Linked DNA regions of Mus musculus: all the other regions are linked to region 1. Evidence: chromatin contacts called from public HiChIP or PLAC-seq data. All regions are on one chromosome and are shown on one strand. The core of a region is the stretch at or near the end of the contact, and the rest is flanking DNA. Distances in the headings are between cores, read along the strand shown.

Region 1 (3,248 bases), core at 244-2,743:
CTCTGTGCAGGATGGCTCACGAAGGCGGCATGAAGGAGAGCCCGTCCTGGGTGACCCAGCGGGCCCAAGAGATGTTCCAGAAGACTGGCACCTGGAGCCCAGAGCGAGGGCCACCCATCGACATGCCTAACAGCCAGCCCAACTCCCAGGTGCTGCTTCCCCCTACCGCAGGCTGGGTGGTTCAGGCAGAAAGGGTTCTCCCATACAGAGGCTCCAGACTCACCCTACCCCACCCTCTGCCTGACAGTCTGTGGAGATGCGAGAAATGGGTACTGATGGCTACTCAGACAGCGAACACTACCTCCCCATGGAAGGCCAGACCAGGGCCGCCTCCATGCCCCGCCTCCCAGCAGAGAACCAGGTGAGAGCTTGCAGGATTCTGGGCTGCCCCACACAAGTTACTGAGGATCTTATACCTCTCCCTTGGGGACCCCAGCCTGGGTGGGACCATCTGTAGCTTCGTGGGTGGGTTAGGGTGGAGACCACCCTTTCCTGACTCCTTCAGAGCCTGGTCCTCCTAACCGCTCTCTGACAAAAGCCAGAGAGAGATGGAGCACCTTGAGGCACATGGTAGTCAGTGCCAAATGGCTTCTGTCTGCCCTATTTGAGAGCACAAAGGGGCGGAGTGGGCTCGGAAGGGGTGGGTCCAGCTCTGGTGAGAGATGCCTTTGGGAATGCCTGCTTCAGCAGCATGAGGCGTCTCACACACCCAGGAGGCTGAGGAAAGAGGAATTCCAGGGCAGCTTAGGCTATAGACCTGGATCACCTCTCAAACAAGCAACACGACTTACATCTATAATCCTGCCACTTGGAAAGTGGAAACAGGAAGATTGGGAGTTCACAGTCAGACACTGCTCTATAGCTAGTTCGAGGCCAGCCTCTCACTGTGTGAGATCCTGACTCAAAACAAAACTAAAGAATCCTGACTAGTAGCTAGAGAAGTGGCTCACTGGGTAAGAGCATGCGCTGCTCTTGCAGAAGACCTGACTGAATTCCAGCACATGCCGGTTCACAGCCTCCTGTAACCAGAGCTCCAGGGACCCAGTGCCCTCTCCTCGCCTTCTCAAGCACCTACACACAGGTGCACAAACTCACACACATGTACACAAATAATAAACTAATTAAAAAAAAAAAAGAAAACTAGAATCCTAACTCCACAGCTGGAGAGTGGAGCTCATGGTATCCCCCTGCTTAGCATGGGCGGACCTGGTGCACTTCACACACATACCACTTACATGCAATACATACATACATGCACATGCATCCGTGTGTTCCCAGTGTTAACAGGCATGTCCGTGTGCACGCACATGGCCTGCTGCCTTCAGGAATAGAGCATGTCTGAAGAATCACAAAGCAGAGTCTGGGTGTTCCTGGGATGGCTGTCACATGTCTGGGAGGGTTGGGGGGTTGGGTGTGTACATGGTATGTGTGTCTCAGTGTGGCTGCTTCTCTTAGCTACTCCAGCCCCTTATAGGGAAGGCAAGATCCCCATGGGGACAGAGAAACAAGCATGCCTGGCTACTGCGCAATCGCAATGCAATCGGGAATGGGGATAAAGCCCAGGCTGCTACTGAGGACAAGAAGAAAGGGCAGGAGGAGGGGGGCAGCGGGAGGGGGCAGGCATGTCTGGCTGGGGCAGCTTGCCCTGCATTATGTAGCAGATTCGCTGTGTCTGGCTGGGTCATCATGGCCCAAGGGCCTGGCCTCTGGCTGTTGTGACCTTGGGGTGCATGTAGCTGCCCCATCCCTTCTGTCAGGCCTGGCCTGCTGGTCCCAAAACAGAGATGAGCCAAGCTGGGCTGAAGGCCACCTGGAAGCTTTGAGCTGAAGCTGGGGCGAGGCGGGGGAGGGGTGCTGGGCCGCAGTGCATCGCATGAAATGGGCCAGGAGCCTGTGGCCTTGCTGTCCCATCTGTCAGTCTCGTGTCTCTGCCATCTGTCTGTCTCCTGTCTCTTCTGTGCCTGTTGTGGGGGACAGCCAGCGGGGTCCTGGAGCACCCCCTCATCCGACACCACTGACACCGAGTTTTAACCTCTCTACCCTCCACCTCCTGCATGGACCACCCACTCACCATCCTTTCTGCCTTTTATATTTATTTCCTTCTTTCTGTTTTTTCTGTGTGCGCCATCCTGTGGGGCTGGGACAGAGGAGAAGGGGCCGGCCACGTGGAAATGACCTCAGTGTATGTACCGCGCCCGGCCAGCTCGGCTCCAGCCCCTCTCCCTCCCTGCCCTGTCTGTGACAGCTCCCACCATCTCCCACTACCCTCCACCCTACCCTTTCGTTCCAGATCCCACCCTAGCCCCACCTTGTGTGTTGGAGGAGCCCCTTCCTTGTGTGTTGTGTCCTGTGTGTGCAAGGGGCCACACGGCACCCCACATCGTCTTCAGAGCCTCCAAGAGGCCGACCTGCCCACCCTGCCCATTTCTTGCGGGTCTGTTCCTCCAGTTCAACCAGTGACCACTGGCCTACTGCCTCAGGTCCCTTAGCTCCTGCCTTGGGCTGGGTCCTGCACATCAGAGTTGGAGCAGGCCTGGTCCAGTTGGCCCTGTCTTCCTTCTTCTGCCTGCTACAGAGAGACCTGAAGACTGTCCATGGCAGAGCAAGAGCAAGGATTCTGGGACAGTAAATGCAGACTCAGAATGGTCTCCAGCACCTCCACTGCTAGGGCAGGCCAAGCTGGGCCTGAGGGATAGGGACCAGAGGTGGGGATGGGCGTGAGGGGCAAGAGAGTTGGGCCAAGGAGAAGCAGGGCTCCCAGGTCTGCACTCTGCAAACTGAGTATGCTTCTTGTCAGTCAGCCAGCCTGAACACCAGGGCCTCCTGGAGAGCAGGGCGAGGGGTTAGCCAGGGCCTTCTGGCCAAAGTCCAGCACATACCCTAAGAAGCCACAACATTCCTGTCACTGGACTCAAGTATCCGTAGGGCTCCACCCCTGCAGCCAGCAAGCCAGACACTCAAACCCACCACTGCACCTCTGGACATAATCCCTGGATGCTCACACACTCTGATTCTGTCACCAGTCAGCCAGGTGGGCTGCAGGGCTGGAAGGAGCAGGCCATGAAAATGCTGGCCATTAACTCTGCCCACGCCTGTGCCCCTCCCCCAGACCATCTCTGATACCAGCCCCATGAAGCGCTCAGCCTCTGTGCTGGGACCCAAAGCCCGGCGACTGGATGACTACTCACTAGAGCGGGTACCGCCTGAGGAGAACCAACGGTACCACCAACGTCGCCGGGACCGTGGCC
Region 2 (3,248 bases), core at 466-2,965, 440 kb before region 1:
GTCCTGGAACTCACTTTGTAGACCAGGTTGGCCTCGAACTCAGAAATCTGCCTGTCTCTGCCAGGGGAATCTAAGCTATGTACTGTACTGAGTTCCAGTACTGTACTGAGTTCCAGCCTGGGCTACATCAGGAGATGCTGGCTTCCAAACATGCCCTTCCAGACCAGCAAAACAAAAATTCCACTGTGTAATTTATTTATTTATTTATTTATTTATTTATTTATTTATTTATTTCGAGACAGGGTTTCTCTGAGTAGCCCTGGCTGTCCTGGAACTCACTTTGTAGACCAGGTTGGCCTCGAACTCAGAAATCTGCCTGTCTCTGCCTCCTAAGTGCTGGGATTAAAAGCGTAAACCACCACCGTCCGGCAACCGTGTACTTTTTAAATCAAACACATCTACATGCTTTGTGGTCTGGATACCCCCACTTGGGAGGCGGGTATCAAGCCCAGGAGCTAAAGTCATTTAATTGGCTTTGGCCAAAACCTGGGGTCCCTCCCTGAACCTGGCAGCAGCCAATGGAAGTGAATCTGTTCCCATTTTACAGGTTAGGTGAGGCCCGGGAGTGAGAAACGGGTTATCACTTAAAAGTACGTGGGTGATGGGTTTGGCGGGTACAGCGGGCCTGGTCCTCCCTGTCCCTGCTCCGGTTGTTGCCTGCTCGCTTGTTTTACCTCCTCCGGCAGCCGGCGACAGGAAGTGCACGCGTGGGAGCGGCCCAGGCGTCCGCTCAGTTCCCTTGTCCGGACCCATCTCCCAGAGGCCTGGGACAGGGATCCCCAGCTCCAGCCTCGGGACCCCCTCGCCGAGCCCCGCCCCTGCCATTGTTTACTCCGCAGCCGACTCCAGGAAACTTTGCTCGCCCGCAGTAATTTTATTTGGGAAAGTCGGGCGGTTGCCATAGCAACCCCACTGACGTCAGAGGGGCTGGGGCCCGAAATCCCCCGGAAGGGAGGGGGTGTTGAGGAGGGGAGACCCCGAGAAAGGCGCTCTTTAACCCTGTGCGCTCCAGCGCCTCATGGCCGCCCACAACGAAATTTGACATCTTAAGCCGCTTACTCCCTCCTTCCCCCTGCCCCGGCTTCACGTTAGCCCTGGTGCTGGGCTAGGTCTGGGGCCACTCCTGTGTCACCCACCCCAACAGCGCCCTGGTAACTACCTATCCCATAGGCCATTCCTGTGTCACCCAACCCAAGAACGCCTTGGCAACCCAACCCTAACAGGCCCTGGTAACTACTCATCCCTGGGGCCACTCCTGTGTGTCACCCACCTCAATAGCGCTCTGGTAACTACCCATCCTGGGGTCACCTCCGTGTCACCCACCTCAACAGCGCCCTGGTAACTACTCATCCCCGGGGCCACTCCTGTGTGTCACCTATCCCAACTGGTAGCTACCTATCCTTGAGGCCACTACTGTGTCACCCACCTCAACAGAGCCCTGGTAACTACCCACCTTGGGGCCATGAATGGCAACCCAACCCTGTAGCGACTCTGGCAACACTGTTCATCTCCAGGGGACCCCTCTAAGTGGCAAATTGCAGGCCATACTGCCCTACACTAGGCCCCATACCGGCAGCTGAATGACAGAGCTGGGCGCCCTCCCCGGATGCGGGGGAGCGGCAGTGCCCCAGCGAGGGGGCAGGGATCTGGTGGGCCCGGGACAGTCCACAACACAGTCGGTCGCCACGGCGACAGGAGGCGGGCTGCCTGACGGCCTGAGGCGCTAGCCGCCAGCCAGTGGGGAGGAGCCTCCCTAACCGCAGTGACGTGGGGCCTCCCTGTTTGATGTCTCTGTGCTGCGTTGCCATGGGGCCCGGGGCGCTCTACGTGTGTGCCCGGGTGACCTGTGGGGCGACCTTCAGACCTAACAGGGTCCCTTGACACAGCCCTCCCCCACTCCACCAACCTGGTGCTGGTGGGATCTAAGATGTTCCACTTCCTGTGGGGCAGAGCATGACAGAACCAGCTGTGTGTGTGTGGTGTGTGTGTGTGTGTCTATGTATCTTTGTGTGTGTGTGCCTACACAATATGGTCTCACCCTGTTCTAGGCCTCCCCATTTTCTTCCCTGATCAAAAAGTTAATAGCTAAGTTTAGTGAGCTGAGGTCCTGCTGGCTCTTCTATTGGTGCTAGGGGACAGATAATGAGGGTCAGGGCAGTCGCCAGGGTCTGCGAGTTGTTGCCTGAGCATCAGTTCACTCACTGGTGAATGGATGTTTCCAGGCCACGTGTGATGGTGCAGGTCTGTCATCGCAGTGTTGGGGAAACTGAGGCAGGAGGCTCATGAGTCTTAACCAGTAGAGCCTGGGCTACACAGACTGTCTCAACAAAGCAAAATGGAATGAAAAATAAAGTGTCTACAGAAAACAGATGAGGTGTTGGCACTCTGCATCTGAGGGCAGGTTGATGAGGTCTCTGAGGGGCACAGAGAGGGCACCCCCGGAGGTTGGCTTGAGCCTGAGTAAACGCCTGAGTGTACACAGGTCTTGGACTTGTGTGCTCTGTCTGTCTCTCTCCCTTTTTCCCTCCCTCTCTCTAATTCTCTGCCTTTATATATCTTTTTCTTTCAAATTTTGAGGCATGGTCTCATAGAGTCCAAGCTGGCCTCAAACTCACCAAATAGCCCAAGGATGGCTTTGAACTCCTGACCCTGCTGCTTCTACCTTCTAGACAGGATCACGCTCTGCAGCACGGGTTGACATTTAACCTGTGATTTTCCTGCCTCAGCTTCTGAAGTGCTGGGCTAATAAGCTCAGAACCTAACTTTTTTGTCCTCATTTAAAGTGCTCAGGGGGCCATGAGGCCGTCTCTCCCATCTTCCAGGGCTTGCCCAGAGTTGGAGAATTCTGTGCCACTCCAAATCCTCCCCTGGGGCCCCAACGGGGTGGGCCTCCTTTCCCTCCTGCCCTAACCTGTCAGATCTTGCACTCTGGGCCAGCCTGCCTGTTGGGCCCCACATGGGAAGGAAGCTGCAGAGTCCCCAAGACTTGGGCCTCTGGGCTGATGGCTTGGTTCGGCTTCATCCCACACTCACACCAAAGTTCGAGAGAGTGCAGAACTAAACCACTAGTCGGTTGGGTCCTTAGCTGAAGAAGTGACCAGAGGTCACAGGTCCCTCCAGTGCTCTACCTGGCATGTGCTGGGTCACCCCTCTCCCCTAGTCTTATTCAAAGGGGAGGTGTCCCCTTCTCGCCCACAGGATGGGGACTCCGTGGCAGTATATGGAAATGTTGGGAGTGGTTGGAGAAA
Region 3 (3,248 bases), core at 546-3,045, 280 kb before region 1:
GGTGTTCTGCACTCACTGTGGAGAAGGACCGACCAGCAGCTTCAACACAGGCCAGGGCACACAGAGCCCCCATGGGCAGGGGAAAGCTTTCAGTGCCCATGGTTGAGTCTGTACTGAACACCCACATGTGATTTTCTTCCTAAACAATAGAGTGTGCCAGCCACATTCACACTCTAGGTGTCCAAGGTCACCTAGAGAGACTTTGGCGTCTGTAGGATTATGTCTCCAGTCTCTGTAAGTCTGTGGTGACAAATAAAAAAAGCCAGGCTGACAGTACAGGCCTGTCTGCCATACCAGCTTTTCAAGAGGCTAAGGCAGGAGAATCACAAGTTTGGGGCCAGCCTGGGCTACAAGAATAAGTTTCATGACAAACTTGGCGAAACAGAAAGTGAAAAAGAGCTGGGAGTCGAGTCCTTGCGTGGTGTGCTCCGACTCTGCCTCCATACTGCAAGTAAATAGAATTAAACCAAGGACAAAGTAACAGATTAAAGAGCTGGCATGGTGGTGCGTATGTATAAGCCTCGCACTGTCCAGGCTCAGGTAGAAGATTGTGAGTTTCAGCCTAGCCTTGGCAGCAAGGTGAGACAGCCTCAAAAATTAGTAAAATAGGGACTGGAGAAATGACTCCGTGGCTAAAGGCTCTGGCTGCTCCTGCAGAGGACTGGAGTTCACACCACACCCACATAGTGGTTAACAATGGGCAGGATCCCATTTCAGGGGATCCAGCACCATCTTCTTACCTCCCAGGGTGTGTACACAGACAATGCACAGACTGCATGGAAAAACACTCGTGCACATAAAAAAACAGCAAAATCGGAAAGGTATAGGATGGCTCTGTGGGTAAAGGCCACTGCTACCAAGCCTGATAGCTTGAGCTCAGTCTCTGGAGCCCAAGGATGGAGGGAGAGAACTGATGCCTACAGCATTGTCCTCTGATCAGTACAGATGGCCCACGGCACACCCATACACCCATCACACACACACAGACACAGACACACACACACAATTTAAATAACAACAAGAAGAAAATAAAGGGCTAGGGGGATAGCTTAGTATATTGGGACCTGAGTTCAATCCCTAGGGTGTGTGTGTCATGTCGGGGGTGGGGGTGGGGGTGGGGACAGAGGCCAGGCATGGTGGTACAAGCTAGAATCATGATGCTGGGGAGGCAGAGACAGGCAGACTAGACTAGGCTCACTGGTCAGCTAGCATAGTCTACTCTATTCCAGGCCAGTGAGAGACTCTGTCTAAAAAACTAAGGTGGTAGCCCCTGAGGAATAGCACCTAATGTTGATCTCTGGCTTCCGCATACATATATGCACATACCAGTGCCCCATGCACACTGCAAACACATGAATATAATAAATAAAACATCGAGACAAAGAAACTAACAGACAGGCTCTCGGTGTGCTTTCTAACTACACAGGAAGCAGATCAGGACCAGCCTCTTGGTCCAGTGCAACTGAGTTTGAACTTGCCATCAGGGATCTGAAGTCCACTGGACGCAGGTCCAGAGCACAGAAAGCAAGGGCTTTAGAGGGTCCACTTTGCAGAAGGGAGCATCTAGATGTGAGAAAGCACCCCTCCCCCACCCCTCCCCACCCCACCCCAGTTCGATCTGGAGCTAGGTAGTTCTATTGCTTAGCATCAGCCACACCCTTGCGCCCTTTCAACCCATGGCCTGTGTTGCCCGGCAACTGCTAGAAGTGTCTTTCCTGCCCCCCAGTTGCCAAGGGAATACTCAATCCTGGCAGCCGGGCCTGGGGCGCTGAACTTCCGGGCGCAGGGTGGGGTGGCCTCTGCTGTTCACACCTGCTCGCGCACAGCCCTGGCCTCCCCTCAGTTTCTCTCACTCTGCTCTCCTTGTCTCCTCTCTCCCTCCAGTTTCCTCTCCTGGGATATCTGAGCGAGGCCCATGGATGCCGAGGGCCTCTTGGGGCTCTGACCCCATGCTTTCTCCCCTCAGTCATGAGCTCCTGCACAGCCCAAGGTACCCAGGCACGGACTGCACCCTGGCAGGCTCATCCAGGACTCTGCATGTCCCGTGGTCACAGCAGATGAGCGGAAGCCTCGAGGGGCCAACTCTGAAACGGCGTGGTGGCGTGGTGGACCACCGGGATGTCATCTTGGCCCACCAGGCGCACAAAATGCACAGCACCCCTCAGGCCAGAAGGAAAGAGTGGGAGTGAGTATTCACGGGGCAGGCTGTAAGGGAGCTGTGCGGGGCTTGTGGGCCAGCCAAGCCTGAACTGGCAAGCTTCAGGGGATAGAATGCGCTGATATGGTGTGGGTGACTCCAGTTGTCCCTTGACAGTCCATCAACCCTCTGCCTTAAGGTTGCCTGGAATACTCTGAACCGGCTTTGTAAAAGACCCGGATCCCTTGTGCGCAGTGGAGCCAGAAAGGACTGGCAGAGGGGACAAGTGCTTTCTCTGGGGACTTGGGTAGGGTGCGGGGAGGTGGGGCATGTTGGGAAAGGCTGGGAAATTCTGCCTTCAGAGGTACTCTGGCCCAGCTGTGAGGGAACGAGCTACGCTGATAGCTAATGGGAAGTGGTTTGGAGAAAGGTTCAACTACAAACAATCCCTTTGCCACTGCATCTCTAAGCGGATTGCTAGGGCTTAATAACATTTTATTTCAAAGGTGTAAAGCTGGGGTGGTTTCCTGGGCTGACACTGATGGCTGTGATGTACCCATGAGTAACAGCAGGAGCCGCTGATGCTAGCAAGACAGGAACCAGTTTAAGTCCCTCAGTCTTCATACCCTGCCATCCCAGGGAGGCTGCGTGTGTGTGGTCACCCTGCTTATCTGCAGCTGCCACTGTTCCTGGAGAAGGGGAAGCCTGTGGGTGCTGATGGGCGGGAACGAATGCAAGGTGGGCCTGAGCACGTCTGGTAGGCTGGATGTGAAGCAGGCCTACTTGAAGTGCCCTCTGAGGTAGTTCCTAAGGTTATGGCTGGATGTGAAGCAGGCCTACTTGACGTGCCCTCTGAGGTAGTTCCTAAGGTTATGGCGACACCTGGTGGTATGTCTGAGCATCTATGGGCGGCGGCAAACTGACCCGCGTTCCTCACCCTTAGGTGTTGCCATGTATCCGGCTTTCCTCCCATGCATGTGTCCACCTGTTCACTCAGTATGTCTACCCATGCATCAGTTACCCCAACCATATGTCTTCCCACGTTCGCCTACTTTGCCTCTCCCTCCTCCACCCACACACTCACTGTCCAACCCATCCAATCCGTCCTTCA

What was found. HiChIP or PLAC-seq counts read pairs in DNA pulled down with a chosen protein or histone mark.
Region 2: an H3K27ac HiChIP or PLAC-seq map of embryonic stem cells shows a contact between it and region 1, with 2.2 times the contacts expected there. The contact joins two enhancer-like sites. A contact is called at or near these places in 3 of 39 promoter capture datasets (the C10 cell line, cranial neural crest and frontonasal cranial neural crest), 8 of 484 Hi-C or Micro-C datasets (the G1E-ER4 cell line, embryonic stem cells, trophoblast stem cells and 1 more), 20 of 115 datasets of contacts at active chromatin or transcription factors (the 230-238 cell line, astrocytes, bone marrow-derived dendritic cells and 11 more) and 1 of 9 other capture datasets (embryonic stem cells).
Region 3: an H3K27ac HiChIP or PLAC-seq map of embryonic stem cells shows a contact between it and region 1, with 7 read pairs. The contact joins two enhancer-like sites. A contact is called at or near these places in 3 of 15 datasets of contacts at CTCF or cohesin (the NIH/3T3 cell line and embryonic stem cells), 6 of 484 Hi-C or Micro-C datasets (the Ba/F3 cell line, bone marrow-derived macrophages, embryonic fibroblasts and 2 more), 11 of 115 datasets of contacts at active chromatin or transcription factors (the NIH/3T3 cell line, embryonic forebrain, embryonic stem cells and 2 more) and 1 of 9 other capture datasets (embryonic stem cells).

What each region holds. Positions count from the first base shown.
Region 1 is chr8:84,633,403-84,636,650 of GRCm38.p6, forward strand. Cacna1a (calcium channel, voltage-dependent, P/Q type, alpha 1A subunit) reads left to right here. Exons shown (of 47, transcript NM_007578.3): 42 at 11-149; 43 at 248-361; 44 at 2,147-2,182; 45 at 3,110-3,248. It overlaps Gm39212 (a long non-coding RNA gene), which reads right to left. Exons shown (of 3, transcript XR_003947427.1): 2 at 1-3,248. Among named protein-coding and RNA genes, the nearest start is that of Gm39212, 3.6 kb to the right of the region's middle. Within about 2 kb of position 1,494, at least 62 of the 459 cell types and tissues checked have an H3K27ac peak or open chromatin away from gene starts, as enhancers often do. A contact at or near this core is called in embryonic fibroblasts, embryonic stem cells, forebrain and 1 more, where this site is marked.
Region 2 is chr8:84,196,831-84,200,078 of GRCm38.p6, forward strand. No RefSeq gene overlaps it. Among named protein-coding and RNA genes, the nearest start is that of Mir23a, 10 kb to the right of the region's middle. Within about 2 kb of position 1,716, at least 432 of the 459 cell types and tissues checked have an H3K27ac peak or open chromatin away from gene starts, as enhancers often do. A contact at or near this core is called in embryonic fibroblasts, embryonic stem cells, forebrain and 1 more, where this site is marked.
Region 3 is chr8:84,354,941-84,358,188 of GRCm38.p6, forward strand. It overlaps a transcript of Cacna1a not described here. Among named protein-coding and RNA genes, the nearest start is that of Gm23626, 24 kb to the right of the region's middle. Within about 2 kb of position 1,796, at least 42 of the 459 cell types and tissues checked have an H3K27ac peak or open chromatin away from gene starts, as enhancers often do. A contact at or near this core is called in embryonic stem cells, where this site is marked.